Linked DNA regions of Mus musculus: regions 1, 2, 4 and 5 are each linked to region 3. Evidence: chromatin contacts called from public HiChIP or PLAC-seq and promoter capture Hi-C data. All regions are on one chromosome and are shown on one strand. Each heading gives the region's core, a stretch centred on a gene start, on an enhancer-like site or on the middle of the called end of the contact. The rest is flanking DNA. Distances are from core to core; before and after follow the strand shown.

What was found. Promoter capture Hi-C pulls out the DNA fragments that hold promoters and counts their contacts. HiChIP or PLAC-seq counts read pairs in DNA pulled down with a chosen protein or histone mark.
Region 1: a promoter capture Hi-C map of the HPC-7 cell line shows a contact between it and region 3. The contact joins the enhancer-like site here to the promoter of Prps1 in region 3. A contact is called at or near these places in 4 of 39 promoter capture datasets (the 3T3-L1 cell line, the C10 cell line, the HPC-7 cell line and 1 more) and 1 of 115 datasets of contacts at active chromatin or transcription factors (the 230-238 cell line).
Region 2: a promoter capture Hi-C map of liver shows a contact between it and region 3, with 2.5 times the contacts expected there. The contact joins the promoter of Ripply1 here to the promoter of Prps1 in region 3. A contact is called at or near these places in 6 of 39 promoter capture datasets (the 3T3-L1 cell line, 3T3-L1-derived adipocytes, embryonic stem cells and 3 more) and 1 of 9 other capture datasets (adipose tissue).
Region 4: a contact with region 3 is called in an H3K27ac HiChIP or PLAC-seq map of the NIH/3T3 cell line, with 11 times the contacts expected there. The contact joins the promoter of Morc4 here to the promoter of Prps1 in region 3. A contact is called at or near these places in 10 of 39 promoter capture datasets (the 3T3-L1 cell line, 3T3-L1-derived adipocytes, cranial neural crest and 6 more), 5 of 484 Hi-C or Micro-C datasets (embryonic fibroblasts, nephron progenitors and uterus) and 4 of 115 datasets of contacts at active chromatin or transcription factors (the NIH/3T3 cell line, astrocytes, embryonic midbrain and 1 more).
Region 5: a promoter capture Hi-C map of pre-B cells shows a contact between it and region 3, with 7 times the contacts expected there. The contact joins the promoter of Tbc1d8b here to the promoter of Prps1 in region 3. A contact is called at or near these places in 5 of 39 promoter capture datasets (the 3T3-L1 cell line, hippocampal neurons, liver and 1 more) and 1 of 115 datasets of contacts at active chromatin or transcription factors (astrocytes).

The regions. Positions count from the first base shown.
Region 1 is chrX:140,983,410-140,988,350 of GRCm38.p6, forward strand. It overlaps Atg4a (autophagy related 4A, cysteine peptidase), which reads left to right. Exons shown (of 13, transcript NM_174875.5): 2 at 2,870-2,980; 3 at 4,757-4,828. Among named protein-coding and RNA genes, the nearest start is that of Atg4a, 29 kb to the left of the region's middle. Within about 2 kb of position 1,477, at least 36 of the 459 cell types and tissues checked have an H3K27ac peak or open chromatin away from gene starts, as enhancers often do. A contact at or near this core is called in the HPC-7 cell line, where this site is marked.
Region 2 is chrX:139,778,723-139,783,727 of GRCm38.p6, forward strand. Ripply1 (ripply transcriptional repressor 1) reads right to left here and starts at 3,631. Exons shown (of 4, transcript NM_001037915.2): 1 at 3,426-3,631; 2 at 2,391-2,466; 3 at 1,769-1,833; 4 at 959-1,290. The coding sequence starts at 3,589. The coding sequence ends at 990.
Region 3 is chrX:140,453,895-140,458,791 of GRCm38.p6, forward strand. Prps1 (phosphoribosyl pyrophosphate synthetase 1) reads left to right here and starts at 2,709. Exons shown (of 7, transcript NM_021463.4): 1 at 2,709-2,969. The coding sequence starts at 2,848.
Region 4 is chrX:139,870,097-139,874,920 of GRCm38.p6, forward strand. It overlaps Morc4 (microrchidia 4), which reads right to left and starts at 1,558. Exons shown (of 17, transcript NM_001193309.1): 1 at 1,176-1,558; 2 at 974-1,046. The coding sequence starts at 1,277.
Region 5 is chrX:139,682,296-139,687,092 of GRCm38.p6, forward strand. Tbc1d8b (TBC1 domain family, member 8B) reads left to right here and starts at 2,701. Exons shown (of 21, transcript NM_001081499.2): 1 at 2,701-3,015. The coding sequence starts at 2,886.

The sequences.
Region 1 (4,941 bases), core at 227-2,726, 530 kb after region 3:
AACTTGACCAGATAGCTGGGCAATGACTCATGGTGGCAGGGCCGGCAATAGAGGACTCCTTTCCTTCAGCCTGTACTAAAAACAGATCCAAGGTTTCTATGTATACATGCTGTACATTTATCTAGTGTCATCTGTCCCCACAAAGGGTGCATGCAAGGCTATCACTTTTCCCATGATGCTCTCAAGCTCCTTAAAAATTATCTTTTTTTCTCACCGTGGAAGAGCACTGGGTGTGCATTTCCACTTGGTTTCTCCTGCCTGTGGTGGCTCGAGGGTAGGGTGAGAGGTACACCGTGTGATTTGCCCTGCCTCTGTCACCCACCACCTCCTGGGAAGAGCTTGACCTGAATGGTCATTTTTAGCCTGGTATTTCCTGTGTGTGGGCCAGGGCCCGAGGCCAGAGGCAGAGAGGTTAAGAGGGCACAGGTTCTCTGGCAGAATGTTCTCTGGGGAATGAGATAGCCATCTCATATCTAACTTCTTTAAGTTTGAAACACTACAGAGCCTATAATCTTAGTAATGAAAACAAACCAAAGGAGAAGGGCTACTTAAATTCCTGAAAGACAAGAGTTCTGTGATACATTTCAAGAAAATACACCCACTTAGCTGTGTTTCTAAAAGTAATTGCATGGATTATGACTTCAACCTCTGACCAAATCTTTTGAGCAGAGACACCTGCTTTCATGTTTGGCAAGGGCTCCTTTATACTTAGTAACATTTATTTCTATGAAGACAACATGGTTCTAAATTAGAAAACAAATCCCAAACAATCTGGCCTTTCAAGTGACTTAAGCATATCCCACAGTGCTGCTCACACAGGAAAATACACCCAGGGGACATTTAGGGACTGCTTTAGGAGAGCCCTTGTAGCTTCTGGCGGCTGAACAAAGGGGCCCCTATTCTTGCTCAGCTTCTTTATGGAAAGGGGGTAGGGAGCGTCCAAAACTAAGAGATGGTAAATGTTGCATGCCTTTGCTTTCAACTCACAATGTATTTTCTCATGCAAAGACATAAATTTGTGAAGTATAACTATCCAGTTTGTTTTTCTGGTTACAGATTAAAACAGATTTTGACATGCTAGCTTAGAAACTTATTTACTACCTATATTCTCATTATTAGCACAGAAGAAAATGACTTAGAAATCATTTGGATGCAGGGCCCCTACATGGATCTGTCTTTAGTCTTTGAGCAGACCCGTTCTTCCCTCCCATAAAAGTGAACATAAGCTTGAACACCTTGTATGTTCTGAAAGTATAGCCTGAGAATTCATGAGATTTTGTTTTATTTCACTTGAATTGAGAGCTAACTGTAGCTGCATGTGACAGGAAAACTGGCTTTTGGTACTCATAGTTACCACACTCAGCAACCCTGAAAACATTTGTGTCCAAAGGGGGTGGGTTCTCAACGAACCAGTTCTTTAGCAAACACCAACAGTGTCTCTTATGATTTAATTTGATTTTACAGTGTCAGTCCACCTGGTGTTAGGGTCAGATCTTAGAGTAAACTTTCAGTCTCGATTTGCCTGCACTTGAGATAACAGCTATTAGTCCTAGCTTGTGGTTTCCTCTTTTGACTAACTAGCTATAAAGTGTAGTCCCCATGACAACGGCTGTCCCCCATTTCTCCCCATCTGTGGCTTAATCATTTGCAAGGCTTACGTACAGAACTCTGGGAAGTACTTACAGACATTTTTTTTTTAAAAAAAACATTGCAAAGGATGCGGATAAATAGCCAAACAGAAGATATGTATGGGAGGTGGAGGAGGGGATGCCTCTGTTCCCTCGGTAGGTACTACTATGTGTTCAACATATCCAGAACTCCCCAAACAGTGGCATTCGGGAATGTTTTATAGAAGCTTCATGGTGCATGCGTGAGCTACTTTTTATTCCATTTCTAACCTCTTCCCTTCCTGCAGAGTAGGGATTGGAATGAAGTTTCCACACTTTCAGTCATTGCTTAGTTTTACAGGTGACTAGCCACATCTGAGTGCTCATCAAGAGCAGCCGTATTAGAACAGAAGGTACTCTCATCACCCAGGAAATTTCAAGGGATTTGGAGCTCAGAGTCCAGAACTAGGGTCAAAGGCCAAATAATAGAACAAAAAAAGATACTTCTGACATCCTGGTGCTCAGGAAATCACAGGGATTTTCAGAGCTGTGTGCCAGAAAATGGGGACAGAGAGCAAATATATAGTTCTTATTATATCACAACACCACAATAGTCATTTGTGACTCTCAGGAACAAGTTCTATTTATGATCAGCCTCAAGAGCCTTCTTTGTATAAGCCATTATGTAAGTAAGATGGAAAATAAAAACACTGTAAAAATACCTAGTCTTCTAGCTATAATGTTATCATCCTTACAATTCCACATTCTCTTGTCTTAATGCAGCCTCCTTGGCTCCTAGAAACCTCACCATATAAACCTTGAAATATTTCTATGGAAACAGGCAAGAGCCAAGTGTACCAGTATTACCATCTTACCTTGGTCTACTTTTGTGGGGAGAAGCTACCTAAGGGGCTGTTTATGAAGAAGGCTCCGTGAAAGAAAAGTTTTAAACTAAATCTGGGCATGCGGATTTTCAGATATCATTTAAATGGGATCATGAAAATACGGTCAAAGGAAGTATGAAGAGCTTGAAAGGTGGCTCACTCAATAAAGTGCTGGCTGTGCACCCACTTATTTAAATATTCAAATATCTATGGTTAAATATTCAAATATTCAAATATATTTAAATATTCCTTTAGCAAATATTCCTTTAGCATCAACCTGATGACATTTTTACTTTCAGGGCAAAGGCAGAAGTCAGCAAATCACAGGAGTAAGCCGTATCTCTGAAAATGTGTTTATGTGTCTTCATTTTCCTTTAGTTATGTCCAAGTATGAAAACCAGATTCTTATTTTCCCTGACTACCTGGAAGAATTCCCGGATACAGATGAGCTGGTATGGATTCTGGGGAAGCAGCACCCCCTTAAGACAGGTAAGCCTGGTGGCACTGGTGGGGAGGACCCAGCTAACATGGATGCCTGAGGCTAAGAGGTTCTCAGTTTTCTTTTTGGATTGATAAAACCTTGTCTTGACAAGGGCTGAAACTACTGCAACACAGATTACTAAGCAGCAAATGAAAACTTGCTTGTTTCACAGTTTCTTCCAAGACCCTGAGAAACCTTAGCAGGTCATTTACATGATTTGGGTTTTTGTTTGAACATTTTGCAAAAGCAACATATCTTTATTCTTTTCTGTAAAGAAGTCCTGTCCCCATTCCAGGAGACATAGGATTCAAACACATGCAATCATTCATAGTATTACTAGCCAGGATTTAGTCATTGGGCTATACAGTTTTTATTCTTATCATGTCCTTGTGCTTCTTCCACACAAACACAACTGTCAGAAGTAATATCAGACACAAGAAATCATCTGTTTTCAGATTTTCTTCTAATAATTGCATTGTCATAGTTGATTCTGGTTTTATATAGAACTTGTATCTACTTGCAGTAGATAGAAAGGAGGCTTGAGTTTTCCCACTTAACACAACATTCTTACATAGTAGCAAAGACCTGGTGCTCTGAAACCACAAAGGACTCTCCATCTACCAAAAGCCTGTGTTGGGATATATGACTTCCCAAGAAAGGATCTTCAGAAACCCTTAGCATAGAGTAAGGGAAGGGAGGAGTCAGACCAAAGGGCAGGAGCAAGGCCCCAGTATTTTATTGGAGAATTCTGAATGGTGAGGAGATGTTGTTGAACTCTAACTTGGGAAAGGGCCGTTTTCTTTCTAGACCTTCCCTTCCTTCTCTAGGACAAAGTGAGGGGGTAGAGGAGAACCCTTTCTATTGCTACTTTCCAAGCAACAGGGGATCGAGGGTGCCACATATGCCCTTACTTAGATACTAATTTGCAAATATTTTCCCTCCCTTTGTTTTTGAGAAAGGGTTGTACTCTATACCTCAAGCTTACCTGGAATTCGAGAACTCACTATGTAGACCAGATTGGCCTCAAGTTCACAGCAGTGCTCCTGTTTCACCCTCCAAACTGCTGGCATTTACAGGCATTCAGCACTGTGCTCGGCTGGGAAATGTCTGTCAAACTAATTTTTCTTGTTTTTTGCATTCCTTCCTAGCATAGAGCCAAGTTAGAAGGTATAGAGCCTGTAAAAGTGACCTATGTAAATGTTTAAAGGGACAGGCATAGAATAACAGCAATATTTGGCACATACTCCATACTAGATATCAACTAAGTGCTTTATAAATGTATATGTATGTATATATTGCATTTATATGAATTATCTTGTTTAATACTATAGCTCCTCAATAAAGTAGGTATTGCTACTCCTCTTTTATGGACGAGAGAACAGAAGCTCAGAAAATGTGAGTAGTAAGTTTATGTACACAGTAAGAGCAGAGTCTGAGTTCAATCCCAAGTTAAGTCCCACCCCACTACTTGCTGCCCTTGCTTTTGTAATCCTCTTGCCTCAGGCTCTTGAGAACTAGGATCATAGAATTATCTTTAGATTATTCTAGAAGAATAGTTAGAAGAATCTTTAGAGTAGCTCTGGTGAAAATGAAGGTAAAGGGAAGGATTGGAATGATGAGACTCCAATGAGATGAGGTTTCCTGTGAACGTCCTGTAACAATCAACGTGATTGACTATTTGAGAATAAGGTTGCTGCTGGCATAAAAGTCAAATGTAGGCATTTTTTTTTAAAAAAAGAAGATGGGATATGGTGATTTAATTTTAACTTTACATTTAATTACAGAAAAATCTAAGCTGTTGTCTGATATAAGTGCTCGTCTATGGTTTACATACAGAAGGAAGTTTTCCCCGATTGGTAGGTACATCACCTATTGTGCTGTGCTTTTCTCCCTTGTAGATAGTTTGCCTGAGGTTATCAATGGCATCACAGAAACCTCAGAACTAACAGCTCACTCTGGCAAAGAATTT
Region 2 (5,005 bases), core at 2,381-4,880, 670 kb before region 3:
ACAATAGATACTGAGGGAACCGAAGAGATCCAACTGACAGGAGTGATTGGGTATTTAGGTGTCCCTCCTCACATCAAACAGCAGCCCCCAAGGGTTAAAGGACAAAACACATTTCACTCTTACCCAAGTCTACATTCTCTACCCGTAACTCTCAAGCTGTGCTGTTGTGTGGGGGTGCTTGTGGGGGTGTTTTTTCCTTCCTTTTCTAAGCTGCCCTTGAAGTTTAATCAAGCCTGATTTCACAAGTAAACAGAGAGGGCCTGGTCAAGAGGCTCTGACCCCAGCGTTACATTCTCAGAGGAGAAAAATCTGTCAGCTGACCAGAGGTAGAGGTAGAGCAATGAGTTGGCCTTGGGTTGGTCTCTGACCCTCCACCTATGGCTTCACAACATGGGCAGAGTTCAGTTAAGAAATCAGCACAATTCCAAGAAAAAGGCAAACATCATTCCATTTATTTATCTCCTGACTCATCTTAGGCCAATACTCAGACTAACTGAATAGCAGGCAAAGTGGGATGCAGGTTCCCAGATAAGCAGATTCTTCAGGTTCCTTTTCCCTTCCCTTCCCTTCCCTTCTGATCCCTTCCCTACCCTACCGTTCCCTACCCTACCCTTCCCTTCTCTTTCCTTCCCTTCCTTCCCTCCAGGTGCCTTAACATTGCTTGGAACTGGTGTTGGTGTCTTTGAAAACTCAAAAGGCCCAGAGGAGTGACTGTGCTCTTCTATAAGGGCATCCTTCCTGCTCTACTTCATGAGGGCTTCAGAAATCAAGCCTCCCTATTCCCTCCCAGGCCTGAAGAACCTCCTACTGTTGGCACAAGAGCAGCCCAGACGAGAGCATGCCAGAGGCCTAGACTTGCAGGCCAATCAGGAAAGCCAGGGGGGAGCTAGACAGCCTGAGGACACTGGTTTCAATCCAGAAAAGCTGTGTCTGGAGACTCTTTGCGAATCGATGCCCTTGGAAACGTGCCAAGTATATCTGGGATTGCTTCAATTTGGACAGGCCGAGTGTGGGTCAGGGGAATGAGCTGTGGCCTTATGTGTTGTGGCCTCTGATACCCCCATACACACTTCTGGTTCATTCTCATTGACATCTTTGTCTTCATCTTCCTCTTCTTCTTCATCATCTTCCTCCTCCTCCTCCTCCTCCTCCTCCTCCTTGTCTTCCTCATTGTCTGCACTGTCAGAATCCTCATATAAATTGATGGTGGCCTGGACAGGGAAGTTGTTTAGTAATATCTCCCCAGCACTGTAGAGGTAGTCAAAGGAGTGGGACTTGGGCCAGTAGAGCCTGTGGACAGAGAAGAAACAGGGCACCTACCTTAGGCAAATCTCAAATGCAGAAGGGCCAGTAGGGCCAAGAAAGAAGCCCAAGCCAGTCACCAGCTGCAGTGAAAGGCTGAGAGGGAAGAAGGAGCTTTAGCAGAGAACCTTTACAACTGCTACAAAATGGTTCCCGGAAGGGACATCACCTCTGACAGGCCTACCACTGTGGTACAGTGAGTCACCCCAGAGCCTCACAACTCTAGTGCCAGCCTCACTAACAGTTCCGTCATTCCAGTGCCTCTTTTCCTACTAAGGGATCTTTCATTGGTTGGAATCACAGGATTTCGTTCTGAGAGCTCAGGGACAGGGAGGGCCTCAGGGGCAAGTCACTTTGGCCTATTAAGTCGCATGGCCTCTTTCCTCCTGCATCATGGCCTTGTCATGAGCGTATGCAGTGCTTGTGGCTATTTGTCATAGTCTGAACTTGAACGCCAGAAGCTTACCTGACCGGGTGATGGAAGTCAGAGTCAGTCTTGGCAGCCTCAGCCGCTGTCGCCCTATTATCAGCCTGTCCAAAGCAAAAGCGAGCATGTGGCTTAACTGCCTCTCCCATAGAAAAGTCAGAAACCTGCAGGTTCTGACAATCTCCATGCTTTAGGCATGCCTTGGGATCCAGCCACCTCCCAGCCCTGCCCTACAGCAAGGGGTCTGTCTTCGAGCTGGTTGAAAACAAGTCCTGGGGGAGTGTTTTCTTTCAGTGCCCATTTGGAGGCGATACAGGGGGCAGAGTTCTCTTAGAGGACAAAACATTCAGGGAGAAGAGTAAGTAAGCTCTGAGGCAAGGCACCAAGGGACCTGAATCCCAGCACCAGCTCCATACATAATACACTGACTGCGAGTCCAGCCCAGGTCCCTTACCCACGCTATGCTTTGATCTCCTAGTCTCATTTGTCATGGAAGCTTTGGTCCTGCCTTCCTCCTAGAGCTACTGTGGGGATGAAATGTTAGCAGAGTTGGCAAAATGCCTTCCCAGATTGTCCATCCTGGGACTGGGGTCAGGGGATTTCTGAGAAGGGACATGGCTGTAAGTGTCTGTGCAAACATGTCACAGGGCATCAAACTCACCCAGTCCACCAGACTCCTCGCCTGCCTTGGCTGGTCGTTTATAGAGGACAGCCAGGGTCTCCAAAGATAAGCTGCCCTGTGACAAAGAGATAAATTGGTACAAGATGTAAACACAGGCTTCCTCTGAAGGTTTGACTCACAAGCCATGTGCTCCAGGACTCCTCTGGTTCCCTGACAACTGAGCCAAGTCTGGGACAGATACCCTTCCTCTCTGCTCCAACAATGTCATCGCTGCTCTTACCCCACTGCTTTGTCATTGTCTGATGGAGCCCTTCTAAGATGAAAGATATGTATGGGCACATTTGCCCCTAGCCAAGCCCTAGTACATTACCTTGTGCAAGGAGTGGCTTGAGCAAATGTTGATTGAATGTGAACATGAAATGTTTGGAAGAAGAGAATGCCTGCTGTATAGGGAGGATCTATCTTACTGCCAGCTTCTGATATCAAAGAATTGAGAACAGAACCCTGCCATCTTCCTAATTAGAGAAATGGTTTCGAATACTCCTGGGCCTGTTGCTTCTCCTCTAGACTCTCAGAGACAAGGAAAAGGAAACGTGGCATGCTCAGGACAGAGGCAGCAACCCCCCCCCCCAACAAAAGGCCTCTTCAGACTTTGGCCCTGTCACTCTATGTTACCTGCTACCATCTGGGTCCCATAGTCCAGGTTGCGTTAAGCCTAGCTTCCACAGTAGCCTCTCCTGTTCCCTCAGTGAATTGTATGGACTCCCTATGAAGCTCAGGCTACTTGGCTTCCAGCTTTGGCAATGTTCTCTCTCTCTCTCTCTCTCTCTCTTTCTCTCTCTCTCTCTCTCTCTCTCTCTCTCTCTCTCTCTCTCTCTCTCAGCGCCCTTCCCCGTCACCTGGAATGATACGTGAGGCAAACTATTTCCAGCCAAAGGTATAGAAGAAGGGCTGAGGCTCTCTGTTGTCTCTCCCCTTCAAAGAGAACCAGACACCACCATGGGCGTCACACCTTCTCCTGCCCGCAGCTCCCTAAGCCTGGGTTCAGACTGTCAAAGGCTAAGTTGCACTTACCGTTCATTCCTAGCACCTTCTTGTCCATTGATTTGTGCTAGGGCAGGGGCTTGGGCCAAGGCCTGGCCAGGGAGGGCAGCAGCAGGGTCAGCAGCAGGGTCAGCAGCTGGGGCAGCAGCAGGGGCAGCAGGAGGGGCAGCAGCAGGAGAGGCAGCGGGGTCCATCCTTGGGACACCAAGCCAGACAGCTCTTCCAGTTCTCAGAACCTTCAGCACTCTTTTGGCTTTTCCCCTAGAGACCCTTTTATAAGCCCTGCCTTGACTCATCAATTATTCAGGCAATGCAAGGATGGGGGATGAGGGATGCTGGTAAAGATCTAGGGAGGGGGATCTTGGAGAGAGAGCTGTGTTCTTGGGTGTGAAATCTCTCCCAGTTGAGTAAACAGGGTCTGGGGAGGAGGTGAGGGGTCTGCTACAGCTCCAAGTCAGTAAGGAAAATAAAGAAGGGATAAATCTCACACCATTTGTGTGAATTCCCCAGGCAGGATCAGGACCCAAGGTGGGAAGGAGGGGCTCTCATTAGTACCCAAAGGCAGCCAGGCTTGTCTGGGACAGAAGGCTGAATACAAGAGCCTTTAGCAAAGCTGGTTCCCAGTGAGAAAAGAAGAGTGACAGACTCACCAGCTCTTTCAGCTCAAATCCCAAGGAGATTTGCCAGGTGGTCCCTGATACGGGGTCACTGCCACGAAGTATGTCATGTGGCTTAGGATAAAGAAGGGTTCTGGGTGGGGCCTGTCCAGTCTCCTGCTGGGCAAACCTCAAGTCATCTTTTCAATTCCCTCCCCACCCCTCTCCCTGCTCAATTGACTTGCAAAAGTTCCTAAAGCCCCTCCACCGCCTCCGCAGAGAGTGGTGTGGTGTGGGGAGCAGAGCGGGCCCAGGGAGTTTGCAGGGCAGATTCCAAATGCCACAGCTCAGTTTCTAGTTTAGGAGCCCAGGTGCTGGAGACTAGAAGGGTTCTGCCCAGCACTGGCTGGCCAAAGGACCATCCCAGGCCTCATCTCACGTGAGACGAGGGTGCTGGCTCAGTGGGTCCCCAAGGCCCTGCCAACCTGAACCCTCTGTGACAAAGAGCTGGGTAATGACTAGTGACCCTAGAGAGCCAAAAGGTTTGAGGCAGAGTCCTTGGCATTAGCCAGCTTTTGGGCCTTTGCCAAAACGCTTCCAGTTACAACAACTGGCAAGCACTTCATGCTTAGAGGTTTCAAAAATATTTCTCCTGATCTCAGTGGCCAGCACCTGCCCAGACTTAGTGTCTCAAATATTCATCACAGCCTGGCTTGTAATGGTCAGAAATTAGAAACAACCTCAGTGTCCAATAATAGGAAACCCATTAGATTTATTAATTGTGGCCAATCTTGTAATCACATACTAAGCAGATAGTCAAAATCATGTCATCAATGCACAAGCTTGTGAAAGCTGGATGCTAAATGCTGTGACGAATTTTGTCCATGGGTTTCTTATGGAGACCCCACTGATCGCCACTCAGCATGACTTCCGACCTTATTCAGATCTGTACAGCAAAGAAAAAAAAGTTAAGGACAGAGCTAAAGATATGGCTCTGTGGTAGAGCAAACACAC
Region 3 (4,897 bases), core at 1,459-3,958:
ACTCAGAGATCTGCCTGACTCTGCCTCCCACATGCTGGGATTGTTACTTAATGGTGTACAAAGACCTCCTTTGGAGACTCGGGGTGCTAAAGATGTAGCTCAAGCTCCTGAGAGCCAGACAGCCAACAGAGTGGAGTCAAGTTCAAGCAATAAGGTCTGAGAATCAGAAGCTTTTTTAAAAAAAGATGTATTTATTTTATGTATGTGAGTACACTGTAGCTGTCTTCAGACACACCAGAAGAGGGAGTCAGATCTCATTACAGATGGTTGCGAGCCACCATGTAGTTGCTGGGAATTGAACTCGGGACCTTCGGAAGAGCAGTCAGTGCTCTTAACCACTGATCTATCTCTCTAGCCCTGGTGCCTTTTCTTTTGTGAGACAGGGTCTCATGTAACTCAAACTGGTGTCAAATTTGCTAGGAAGCCAAGAACTTGAGATTCCCCCTGCCTCAGGGATTAAATGCATGCACCACACCTAATTTATTTGGCTCTGCTCTTTTTCTTCCTTTCCTCTTTTGCAGCTTTCCTCCTTTTCTCCCTTCTGATACAGGTTCTCACTACTATATATAGCTGAGGCTGGCCTAGACCTCATAATCCTCTTGCCTGCAGGATTAGAGATATGGGCCACCATGCTTTGTTTGAAACTACACTGCTTTTAGTAACAGGAAGACCAGCGTAGCTTCTTGATGCTCATCTCGCCTGATCTCTCAACACACCCTCCCTTCCCCACTCCCCCTCTATGCATTCATCCACCATGCCTGCCCTTTGCCAAGCCTCTTCTTTGGTTTTGGTTTTACCTTATTGTGTAATTTCTCTTCAGGATACCAGCCTGGGTCTCATGGGACCCATTCCCTGCAAGATCCTTTCTAGATCCTCAACTTGATTTTGTTTCTTTACCTCCAAGTGCTGGGATTATGGGGCCACACCACCATACCAAGCTATTAAGCTTCTTTTGTATTTTGTGCCTTCTAAGGGTAGAGGATTGCGCATTGTTCACTCTTTATATCACCATGCTCCAGAGGGCCTGATATATAGGCAATCAGAGCACTTATTCTGAATTATGTTAAACCTACAGAACCCACCATAAGAGTATACTTCACAAACCTTCTTTTTTTAAAAAAAAAATTACTGTTTTCTAATTTTATGTGCATTGGTGTTTTGCCCTGACATATGTCTGTGTCAGACTGTGGGATCCTCTGGAACTGGCATGCACACAGTTGTGAGCTGTCATGGGAGTACCAGGTCCTCTGAAAAAGCAGCTAGTGCCCTTAACCACTAAGTCATCTCTCCAGCCCCACTTTTTCTAAGATTCATTTTTTAAAATTATTTTTCACAATGTTTCATATTAATACAGATGCCCTTGGAGGGCAGAGACATCACAGGCAGTTATGAGCCACTTGGATGTGGGTGCTGAGAACCAAATGTGGGTCATCTGCAAAAGCAATACTTGTTCTGAACCGCTGAGCCATCTCTTCAGTCCCCAAAGTGGTTTGGGTTAGCTCCTTGCCGGACAATTTTAAGAGCAACAATACAGAGAGAGCAGGGGGCTCTCTATGTAGCTCTAGCTGTTCTGGAACTCACTAGACAAGACTGGCTTCGAACTCATAGAGATAAGCCCAATTCATAAGTGCTGATAATTCCAATGTGCCCAGCTGTCAAAGCCTGGCTGGGCAGTGATGCTGCATGCCTTTAATCCTAGAGACAGGATTTCTCTGTATCTCCTTGGCTGTCCTGGATCTCACTTTGCCTCCAGAGTGCTGAAATTAAAGGTGTGAGCCACCACGCCTGGCTCAGAGTCACATTGTGTGTACGAGGCTAGCTTGGGACTCATGATCCCCCCTGACTAAGTCTCCTTAGTGTTAAGATGATAAGCATGTACCACCATACCTGGTAGTCATGATTTTGGTTTTGTTGATTGTTGCTGCTTTGAGACAAGATCTCACTATATATCTCTGGTGGCCCTGAACTCCCTTTGTACATCAGTCTGGCTTAGAACTGACATAGATCTGCCTGCCTGCCTCCTCCAGAATACTAGGATTAAAGGTGTATGCCACCTTGGTACTGATTTTTTTTTTATTCTAAAATTGTGTGACTCTTCCTTTACATCTAATTCATGGCTGTCTGGAATACTGTTAAAACAGAGTCTGCACTAGTTTGCACAAGTTTGCACTGGTCCAGTTAGCGTGTGTAAAAGGCTAGGTTAGCCAGATTACCTTGTAATTGTGGCAGACTTAAACACTATGCTGATTCTTTCAGGGTTCTTCATGGATAATACTTTACTTTTTCTTCTTCCAATCTTTAGCTAATCATAATTTTATCACCCAGATATTTGGGGAAAGCCACACTCCTTCTCTAATTGAGCAAACTAGAATCCAGTGATAAGGACAAAACATTAACTTTCTCTCGCATTGTCCCAGGGTGACTCACCTTCAGTCACTTTCCCCTAGGGCTTGCCTTCCAGGTAGAAAGTACACTTGGTATTTAGAGTTGGTAAACAAGCCCTTTGCCTGCGATGCGCCTGCGTTGTGGCTATCTTTGTGATGTAAAAAGTGCTTTAATTTAACCCGTTTCACGCCTCTGAACAAATTACCAGAGAGTGGTTGGGCGGCAACATTACCGGAAGACTCCGCCCCTCACACCCGTCCAACCAATCAGAAAAGGCTGGGTGGAGAACTTCCTTTGTAATCCCGCCCCCTGGGCAATTTAATGCCGCGCGCTGGGCGGGAATGTAAGATGGCGGAGTAGCAACGCGGTACTGTTGGTGTTCAGACTGCCTGCTGACTTCCGTTCCCGTGTTGGCAGCGGCGGCGGCGGCGACCACTGAGCACGTTGAGGTAGTTACCCAAGATGCCGAATATCAAAATCTTCAGCGGGAGCTCCCACCAGGACTTATCCCAGAAAATCGCTGACCGCCTGGGCCTTGAGCTAGGCAAGGTGGTGACTAAGAAATTCAGCAACCAGGAGACCTGGTAAGGACGCAATTGGTACCTTGAGTGTACCTGACCTGCCCAGGCCATGGCAACTCGGGGGATGGAGCGGCCGTGGGATTTCCTGGCAGCAGAGGATGGGCAGAAAGGGGCAGCAGAGGTTAGCTTGCCTCGCGGGTTGTTCCGTTATTTTACCTCCCGAGAGGGTCGCGTTCATCCTCGCTGCGCGCGGTTAGGTGGAGCCAAGATGGAGATGGGAGCTGAGGCCGCTACGTTTGGGGGTTGGGGATGGAGGATCTAATGTCGGGGGGTAATGGCCTCCTGGAATGTCTGGAGGTGTACGGGCGCTTAGCTTTGGGCATGGGGACACGTGGCTTGTCGCTTCACTGTGGAGCCAGTAGATTGGATTCGGTTCACTTTCCGCGCGTCGACTGGTGTACATCAGAGAACCTATGGCGTTCTGAGCCCCATCGTGGTCTTTTTCCTAGATTTGAAAAGCTTTTTGGTTGGAAATGGTAGCGTTCTGGTTTGGTCTTGGGAAACATTGTGTTCTGAGGGCGCGAAAACGTTACCACGTTCCCTTAGACTGGCACGGTGTCGGCTTTTCCTATCCTGTCTGTCGAGGAATCAAACCACCCTTAAGTTAAATTCAGTAGATGGGGTAAAGTGGTTGCTTTGAGCTCAACATCCTTGATCTTCGACATCTCAGCTTAAGTCATCCCAAAAAAATAGGGAAACCTTAGTTGTAGAATTCGAATTTTTGACGGTTTCCAATTCCGCTACTGGCAGACATAATAATACAAGCACTCCGCCCCTCCTCCATTGTAGCCACTTCTTAGTGTTAAATGCGTGAGGATTTAGGGAACGACTTACACGTGAGTGTTCAGTGACAAAATAATAACGCAGTGGAAGAGCTAGCTCAAACAGCAAAGGGAAATTTGAATGTCGTCTTTTTGGTGCTCTGCTATAAAACTCGTGGCCCAGCACTGGTGTGCTGTCGCATGCCACTAGGCAAGAGCAGGAGAAGCAAGTTTGAAGCAAGCCTAGTCTGCATAGTTAACTCTAGACTAGTCAGGACTATGTAGTGAGACGGTCTCCGAAAAATTGCTAACAGAACTGTCTTAGCCCCAGTCATCATCCACATGCACTATTGGACCGTGCTTCTTTTAGTGCCCCCTTCCAGCTATATACAGGATCCTCTAGAGCACTGTATTGTTTTCCTGTAGTAGATGAAATCAAGAACACTAACAATAATGCTTTTTTGTTCACTTATTTTAATTTTGGTTTTAGGGTTGTTTGTTTGTTTTGGGGGGTAGTCTACAGGACTCAAACATTTATCCTCTTGCTTTTCTCACTGCCTGCTTAGTACTGGGCTTGCAGACTTGCGCCATCACTACCTCCACAGTCTACAATCTTTCAGTCAGCTGTTAGGGGTCAGTTTTTTTTAAACCAATGATCAATTAAATTACATAAGATTTATTCTTTCTGATTATTTCTAAACGTCTTGTAGTCTTTCCTTTAAATTGTTTCTGTGTGTGTTAGTTAAAGTTCATCTGTAATAATGGCTGCTTCCAGGACTAGCATGCTGTTAATTGTGATGCAAATGGCAGTGCAAACACTGAAAGCATCTGTAACCAGGCAATACCTTAGTCAAAAGAGGTGTGCAAGCTGCTGTTTTTATCTCTGACCGTTATTACTCCTGGGCCTCAAAGAAAGCAGAGCAGCCCCAGACTTTGAGAACAGCCTAGCTAGGGGATAAGAATATTTTTTTAATTTAATGTGGGGTTTTGTGGCCACTTTGGTTAAATCTTCTATGTTTTTTTTTTGGGGGGGGGTGATGTGAGGACTGTTTTGTCCGTTTGTTAATCCTTCTGCCCTTTGCAGAATGCAACACACCAGAAACTGAGATTATATTTGTGGTGGTGGTCATGGGAGAAGAGAACAACATAGTTTTCTACTGATTAATCTTG
Region 4 (4,824 bases), core at 308-2,807, 580 kb before region 3:
CCTGTGGCTCACCGACATCTTTAGGAAAACAAGTCTCCTGGCATGGCCACAGTGGTGGCTTACGTCCCCACTGGGGTTCATTCATGTGGCTCTGAAACCATTTTCAAGAGTCTTGTTCTGTGCTAACTAGCCATATAAATCTGTCTTCCTTCTTTCAGTTTTTGAAATATTTATAATGTGCTTGCTCTGCTGCATTTTGCGCAGAACTGCTTTTCATCTTTGCCTTTTGAACAGTACATTAGTGCAGAAGCGATGCACTCAGCTCTAAGGAATCAAGTGAATTTTTTTCCTTTTTTTTTTTTTTTTGAGCGAGCACCGGTGCACCCAGAGGTTAAGTCCTTAAGGCCTCCGTATTCATTCCAGCGGTGTGAGGGCGCTCGTGGACTACGGACCCAGCCCTCTGCAGTCTCCGGGAGCCAAATGCACTCGTGTCATCATCTAAGAGATGGCCCATCATTCCTAGACTTAAGTCTCTAAAGTTAAAGAAGTCATTTCCAGATCTTTCCAACTACTCTACAGGGCCCTCTGCACTGTTCCTTTGCCAGCCTGGGGCCCTCTGTCGGTCGCCAGCCTTGGTCAAATCCAGTCGCTTCGGGGCCCGATATTTTTATGCATTGCTCTTTGATTATTAACTAAGAATCCTAAAGTGACTGGAACATCACGATCCAGACAGAACAACAGCGCGGGAACCCTACCAAACTCTTAGTACACACCTCGCTTCCTCGGCTTTCCAGGCACGATCTAGTCCCGTCGCCCCCCTACCCCACCCCACCCCACCTCACCCTACCCCATCCCACCCCACCCTACCCTCCCTGTCCCCCTCCCTAAGAGATCACGGTGGCCGAGCTCCCCCAGCCCGTCCCGAGAGGACCCGCCCCACGCGCCTCGTGCATTCCTCTTGCGTCCACCGCACCACGCTGGCACCTCTGCCTCGGGCTTGCGACCCGCCACCCGGCCCGCCCTCGTCACTCACCTAGCAGCTCCGCGATGGCACTGAAGGGTCGCGTGTGGCTGCTGGAGTTGCTCTGGAGGTAGCGGGGGCTCATCTGGGGGCGAGAGAAGGTTCCGTCCCGCGTGAGGCCTCAGCTCGCCCAGCCCTCCCCGCGCGCCCCCCGCAGCCCTGGGACCCGGGCGCGCTCGCGCGAGTCCGTCCCCTCGGGGGCCCCCGGACCTACCGTGCTCAGGCGGATCCTGAAGGCCTGCGGGACGCTGCCCGCCCGGGCCAGTCCGCCTCCCGGCGTTCCGGGGCCCGCAGGGGCCCCTCGGTACAGGAGCATTTTTTTGGCCGCCAGGATACCGGTTTGCTGCTGCCGGACCCCTGGGCCGGCTGTCCCCGCACTAGATCGCGCTGTCCCCCGACTCGCAGCTGGCGGTGGCCGTCCCGGACTGGCCCTCTCTCGTTCCCACTCGCAGCTGGCAGAGGCGGGGCGCGCTGCAGCCACCTGTCCCCAGCGGGAGGGGTGAAGCCGGAGGAACCCAGCGTCTGCCCGCCCCGCCTTGTCAGCACCTCTCCTGACCCACCGACTGCCAGGGCTGCCCCTGGGCCGTACAGAAATATGGCGATCTCCTGACAGACGCTCCTCCATCCCCGCCCCTAATTAATTCTTGGCGTTTGCCATAGGCCAGGCGGCCGAGCGGGAAAGCGCGAGGGGAGGGGGGATGGCGGTGCGTGGGGAGGGGCGGGAATGTGGCAAGAGGAGGGAGAGCGTGCATGGGATTTCTGGAGTCCCACTTAGGCTTCATGACTAACAGGCAGGATAAGACAAGTCTTTGAATTTCGAAGGACTGCAGTTTTGCTATCTGGGAAGATAGGCTGGAGCTAAGGGGAATTATTCCCACTAGCTACTTCGAAAGCTTATGGAAGCACCAGGAACTTTCTAGAATGCAATTGGCAAACGGCCTACCGATCCTTCAAACCGGCAGGGAGACTTTATAGTAGGAGAAACTGAATTTACTCGCTGCAAATAGGGGGTTGGTTATGTTATAGGATGCGCATAAAGTAATATGCAGCTTTGTGTGTTTGTGCTCTTGGGGGCGCATCGTTTGCACACCACTGACATTTGAAGGCCTGGTGTCTCTGGGACTGCGGTTCCAAACTCACACAGCCATGCTTTTTCAACAGTCTTTAAAATTATTGCGCTTGCTTATTTTGTGTGATTGTGTGTCTGTGTGCACGTGTGGCGATCAGCACACAATTTGAGGGAGTTAAGTTCTCACCTTCCACCTTCTGTAAGTTTGGGGTTCTCAGGTCTTGTGACAAGCACCTTCATCCCTGAGCCATTTCCCTGCCCCTATATTCCACTTTTAAAGGGCATGCCTGCTGTGAGTCTACATTTACCTGTGCTGTGGAGTCATCATGTAGTGTTGACAGCAAACCCAGGTCCTGGAAGGGCACACTACGCAAGCACCCCTACCACCATTATCACTACTCCCAACCCTGTGAGCACTGGGGTTGCAGTCATTTTTATGTGGGTGCTGGGGATCTGAACTGGGGTTCTCAGACTTGTATGGCAAATGTTTTACCAACTGGGCCACTTCTCCAGACTCCTTTTTCTGTGTGTGTGTGCGCGCGCGCACGCAGGTGTATATGTGTTCTTATGGGTGGCGAGGTTTTCACGTGTCCATTTGTACATGGAAGCCAAAGGTCATCATCTTGTTTGTTGAGACAGGGTCTTTCAACAGCCTAGAAATCACTAAGTAAGCATGGGGTGATTAGCCAGCCAGCAATCTGCTTATTTCCGTCTCTCTCGGTGGTGGTGGTGGTGGTAAGGATTACAAAAGGACACTAACCCTGGCTTTTTCCTTTTTTTTTTTTTTTTTAAGAACACGAGGTCTGGGGATTGAACTTAGGTCCTTTTCCTTGCACAGCAAGCGCTTTCCCAACTGAGTGATTTGTTTTTGAGACACTCATTACCTAGCTCAGGCAGGCCTCTGGCTCTGTATCTTCCTTCCTCAGCATATGCTCAGACATCAGGGAGGGCCCCCACGCCCAGCATTACATTTATCTTCTGTTTGTAACGAAAACGTTTTTCAAAAACGTCCAGCTATAGATGCCTTATTGATGGGTAAAGTACCAGCCTTTAGTCCTTCCAGCAACTTAAGCTGCTGGCCACCTTCTACGGATGACTGCCTTACTCAACCACTTCCCAGTTTCCCTGTTATTAGACATTTAAGTTAAATGTAAAAATGTAAGTTGTAGCCATTGTGACTAACATGAGTGAAGATGTCTCTTCTTCTATAGTGATGCCATTTCCTTTGGATATGTATACTGAATGGGGATTTCTAGATAATTCTGTGTCTGGTTCTAGGTAATTCTATGTTTAAATGTTTTGAGGAAGCTCCATACATTTTTTTTTCATAATGGATGTACTAATTTGCACCCGCAACAACAGTTCGTAAAGGCTTCCTTTTCTCTACATCCACACCGGCAATTGTTTTCTTTCTCATTTTGTCATTTTTAACTAGAGTGAGGTGTTGCCACATTATGATTTTCGTTTCTGCCATACTGAGCGTTTTGAGTACACGTGTCTAGGATTGGGTCTTGTCCCTCCATCACCAAACTATGTCTCTCTCTCCAGCTCAGTTTTTATCCTTTATTTTGTGATAGATTCTCATTGAGGTTCCTGGACTGGCCTTGAAATTACTTTGTAGCCCAAGAAGGTTAAACATGTATTCATCCTTGTCAATATTCCAAGTAGCTGGAGTTAGTTACAGGCCTGCACCATCAAGCCCCAATGAGCATGTTGAAATAATGTATTGGCTTTTTGTATGTCTTTTTTTTTTTTTTTTGAGAAATTAACTTTCCCCATAAGGCTCATGAAACTGGGTAAGGGGTTATAAAGATGGGAAACAATTGGTGGGGAAGAAGCAATTCTTTTATGGTAGAGAAATGTGTAAGTTGCCCAGGGTCTGCTGGTAATGCAGCTTTTTGTGAGTAGTAGCTCATGCTGAGGTCAGGCTTTTTGGAAAAGCAGTTGCCTGAATTGCCCATGTTCCTGTAAGTAACCCCTTACCTGTGGCCCCGCTCCACACACACACAAATATCATTGGTTCATTGAACTAAGTTTGAATGGAGTAATTTCTTTAATTTGCCCTTGCTCTCTCTACTTGGCACAAATACAAAGACTCCACAAGACATGAAACACTGGGTAACATGGTACCCTTTATTGGGAAATCAAGTATATATGTATGCATTTAAACATAGATACGTATATCCAATCAGCTCACTGTCCACAGGGGACTGGTTTCAGAATCCCTGAGACACCGAATTTTGTAATTGCTCTAGCATCTTGTATAAAGTGGTGTAGCAATTGCATATAACCTACCCTTATTCCCTCATATACTTTAAATCATCTCTAGATTACTTTTAGTGTTTAATAAATGTAAATACTATGTAAATCAATGTTGTGCTGAATTCTTCTTTAAAAAGTGTACCTGTTCAGTTCAAAAGGTTTTAAATCTGAAGTTGGTTAAATATATTTACTATATAAACTTAACTAAATAATATAAATACATGTGTATATGCATGAGTAATGATACATGTATAATAAATATATGTATATAATAAAATGTATAAGTACATGTATATATGTAGAACCCATTGATAAAAAAACTAACTGGAAACACATAATAACATAATAAAAACAATGTACATCAAGATGATTATCTTTGAACCAGATTTCTCCATTGAATTCCTTGTGTTTGTCTTTTCTTTTAAACTTACCTTTTTTTAAAGCTTCCAAAATACATGAAAGTACAGACAACCAAATAATCTCTGTACATGTATTACATTGGTGCAAAAATAATTAAACCCACACAGCTACA
Region 5 (4,797 bases), core at 1,451-3,950, 770 kb before region 3:
GGAATTTGTCCAGCTGGCTTTTGGTCTTGCATTTGTCCAATATTTCCCCACTGTGACATTTTGGAATGGTAATGTATATCCTGTGATGTTGGAGGTATGTGATCTGCTTTTTTATTATTTTTTTTTATTTTATAGGGGATTACAGTGAAGTAGTTGGATAAACATCAGAAGAGACTTTGAGCTTTGGACTTTTAACATTGTTGAGACTGTTAAAAACTATGGGGGTGGGGCATTTGAAGTTGACTAAATGTATTTTGCATTATGCTATGGCTAGGTATGTCCCCAGAGACTCATTGGTTTGTACAAGCCTATGGGGGCCAGGGAGTAGCATGTAGTAATTTGAGTATGTGTGACCCAGGGAATGGCACTAATAGGAGGTGTGACCTTGTTGGAGTAGATGTAGCTTTTTTGGAAGAAGTGTGTCACAGTGGGGGTGGTCTTTGAGACCCTTCTCCTAGCTGCCTAGAAGCCAGTCTTATCCTGTTTGACTTTGGAACAAGGTGTAGAACTCTCAGCTCCTTCAGCACCATGACTGCCTGGATACTACCCTGCTTCCCACTATGATGATAATATACTGAACTTCTGAACCTGTAAGCCAGCCCTAATTAAATGTTGTCCTTTATAAGAGTTGCCTTGGCAGCATAGACACACAGGTCCAAGGCCCCTGGCAAATATATATTAGGGGACTGACTGGTCTGGTTTCAGTGGGAGAAGATATACTCAATCCTTGAGAGACTTGAGGCCCCCAGGGAAGGGGGATGCCTGGTGGTGGGGAGCACACTCTAGGAGGCAAGGGAGGAGGAATGTGATGAGAAATTGTGGGAGGGGAAACAGGAGGGAAGGCAATGGCTAGAATGTAAATAAATAAAATAAGTAAAAAAAAGAGTTGCCTCGGTCATGGTATCCTTTCACAGCGATGAAAATCCTAACTAAGACACTTATTAATGAGCATAGCATGCGATACATTAAGTTCCAGGACAATATCAGCAGCGATATTCAAGATTGTTTGTAATTCCTAAGTATTTTACAGGAATATTCATAATTGGACAATGAAAAGAATGCCATGGTATTTTAAATGTGGTTTTAGAGAAACAATTATTTGCAAAGACTTGAAGTACATTATGATCAAGACAAATTTTAGCGCAATAGACATAATTCAATTTGAAAACTGTTTTCTTTATACAATCAGTGAAGTGTTTGTTTATAAATGCAAAAGTGTTCTAAATCCCCAGCTCCAGCTCCAAGCTGGAAGTGGGCCTGATCTTAAGACAGAGTATCTGGGTAGCCCTGGCTGGGTTCAGCGTACAGAGAAGGAACCATCCAATCCTGATGCTCTTTGCCATAACTAGAACCATAAGCATACTGACGGACAATGGCGGCTGGAACTGTACAAATGAAGGAAGACAAAGGCTATCCACATTTGCTGCATTTATTGACCTTTTACTGTGAAGAAATGGAGAAACGATGTGCCTTAATACACCTTCAAAGGGTGACTTTGCGCTAGGAAACACTCTGCCTTGGGATTTTGCTTTGTTGGTGGTGGTGATGGTTGCGTTTTTCTTCCACAAAAATAAATACTTGCTTGTGACATATACCTGCTTCGCCAGAAACCGCCCAAGTCTTGGAAGATTTAGCCTGGAGACACTCCTTGGGGCAGAGTTCACTGGCTCCAGGACTCCTAGTCTGAGTGTCCCAGTCCATTGTCTTAGCCACATGGCCCTATATCTTTATTTTGAATACCTTGCCAACTTCTCAGGACCTTTTATTTGCATTCTTTCTGTAAGCCAGTTTTCACTTTCACTCTATTCTTTTCCTGTCGGGATTGAGTTATCCTAACAACAACAATAACAACAACCAGCCCTCAAATAATTCCTCACAGCAGAACTCTTTCATTTTAGTGCGTAGGCTGTTGTGCAGCATTGTCAAGGTATCAAGAAAATAGGCTGCCCTGCCCTGCAAGGAATTTCGGGTGTTTGTTTGTTTTTTAAGGTTAAAAAAAAAAAAAAGAAATACCTAAAAAGTTGGAGTAGAGATTTTTCAGCCAGTAGTCAAATAAACAGAGGCAGCATGGGGGAAGGGATAATCGCAAGTGTGTGTGTGTGAAGAAGTGTTTTCTGAGATTTACATTCTTCTGGTATGAATGGACAGAATTTAATTTAGGCAAGGCTTTTGAATAACAAGTCTATTCACCCACTGTGAGAGCGTGGGTAAGTAACTTCGCTTGCTAGCGCTTAGCGAGCAAAGCGGAGGATCCACTTTGAAAGATTTCCCTGAGGATTACCTGAGAAATCACCTACTACCTAATAGGCGCAAAGTAAATGGAAGTTGCTGCAGGCTACTGCTTCCTGGATGGGCCATTACTCAAAAATGCCGGAAACTTTGTTTTCAACAAACTAGTCCTCTCACTATAAAAGAACTAGGAACACTGCTGTCATACACGGGGTTAGCTTATTTGAAGCAAAAAGACAAAAGAAAACCCTCTTTAACTTTACACAGGCTAAACTCACTTAACTGGTGGCGGGAGCGCCTCAAAGGCGCCCCCAACCCACCCAACTAGTAACCCAGTGCATTGTGGGAAATGTAGTCTAGGGCTATATTAGACCGGGTACGGGAAAAGTGGATAGAAAACTACAACTCCCAAGAGGAGGTGAAGCGGGGCTATTTCCCAGTCTGGCAGTAGCTCCGTGGGAGGGAGTTGGCACTCTCTCTGCCTACGTGGGAGAGAAGGCACGGTTGGGGGAAGTGTGGAAAACCTCCGGAGGCGCCGCCGCCAACGGAAGACTTGGTGGGAGGAGAAGTAGAGGGGTAAAGACAGGCTGGGAGGGTGGAGGTGAGGAGGACAAATAGGTCGCCTCCGTTCCCGAGGCGGCACAAAGTTCTTCAAGATGTGGCTGAAGCCCGAGGAAGTGCTGTTGAAAAATGCGCTGAAGCTGTGGCTGATGGAAAGATCCAACGAGTACTTTGTCCTGCAAAGGCGTCGAGGCTACGGGGAAGAAGGAGGAGGGGGACTTACAGGTAAGAGGTTGTGGCCAGCTACACCTGCGTTAGGGCTGGGTCCGCTGTCACTGAATAGGTGGCAAGGCAAACAGTTACTCGTCGCTGCCCGCTGCCTCATCTTAAACCCAGGGCGACTGACTGGGGAATTCTGCTCCCGCCACCACCTTTCCTCTGCTACCACCGCGTCCTGACTGTCTTGCACAGGACTCCCAGTTGCTCTTTGGGTCTTACCGCGATAGGAGAAGCTAAGGGGGTTTCCAGTACCTGATGGGTCGCTTCCCATGGCGAAGGGGGCTGATGGGCAGTGCAGTGCGCTAGCTAGACTAGTCCCGTTAAGACAGGCGAGGAGAGCGGGTTCGCGGGTGTGGACTTAACTTTTTTTCCAAAACCTATACAAATAATCACCACCCTAGGGAGTGAGTGCGAGTGTGTGAGGGGCATTGCTAGGACATGGGAATCCTAAGGAGAACGAAGTGCCCCAATCACACCTTGAGAGAGAGGCTGCAAGTGAGATTTGGGTCGGGGCATGGGGCTGCTTGATGCTGGGGAAGTGAAGGAGTAGCCCTCAGAATTACTCACCTCCTCTCAGTTTCGCGTCTTTTGCTATATCCAAGTTTTCAACCCTTGGAATCCCTGTATTCTTCTAAGAGTACATTTCTCTCCAGTGAGTTTGGCTCTGCCCCTTCTTTCAAAGATGTGTAAACCAAACCAATTAAACAAGAAGGAGACTCAACTCTTCTAAGCCAGTCTCCCACAGTTGTTAATCTTAATTCAAAACTGGTCCATGTCTGAAGATTACAAAGAAGGCTGTTTTTAGATCCTTAGTCTTCCATAGGGGCTTTTTACAAATTTGGACCTTGGAGAGACAAGAGCTGTTTTTCATGGTAATTCTTAGTTTGGTATTAGGGCTTTGAAGTGGTGGAGCAGCTTAATTTGGGGAGGGTGATGTAGAGGGAAGAAGCAAAAATCTGACCACCTGAATTTTGATCATATCCTTACCTCTTGCCTGTTGGATGGCATTGATCAAATTCTTTCATATATGCAATCTTTTTTTTTTATGGTGGGTTTAAACTGCTTTTCTCTTCTGAGATTCTTTTTTTATTGATCATTTTATTTGTTTACATTTCAAATGTTATCCCCCTTCCTGGTTTCCCCTCCACACCCCCTTATCCCATATCTCCCTGCCCCCCTCCTCTTTGCCTCTATGAGGGTGCTCCTTCAACCAATCACCCACTCCTGCCTTACCACTCTTGATTCCACCTATGATGGGGTATAAAGTCTCATATATGCAATCTTAAGGTACCACTTTGTGCTAGAATTATAATTTTGGTCACTGCCTTTAAAGTGCTGGGTTGAGAGAGGAGGGTGGAAGTAGACTAGGAAGATTAACTAGTTTACTAGAAAAAAATAGAATCAGAACCAAAGGACTACTGAAGGGTTGAAGGAAGAAGTTTCGTGGCTTATGTGACATTGATCTTCTTTGGCTAAAAAGAATGGTGCTTACTCTATGGAGATATGCGTGTAAACTGTAAGATAATGTTCATAAAGGTATGTTTATGTTAAGGCGAGCCTCCTCTAATGTGGATAGAATTCATATGTCCTATGAGATATATGACTTTACAACTAACAATCATCTGACTTATCCAACTTCTAAAAAGGGCCTTCAGGCAGTATGGGAACAAAAATTGCCCCTATAATAAAAGTAGCATTTTACATTTTTTCCTGAACTTTAAAAATTACAAGTTGTTTTAGAGAAAAGTTTTCATTGAAATGACAGTTTCATTCAAATAGAAATTTCTT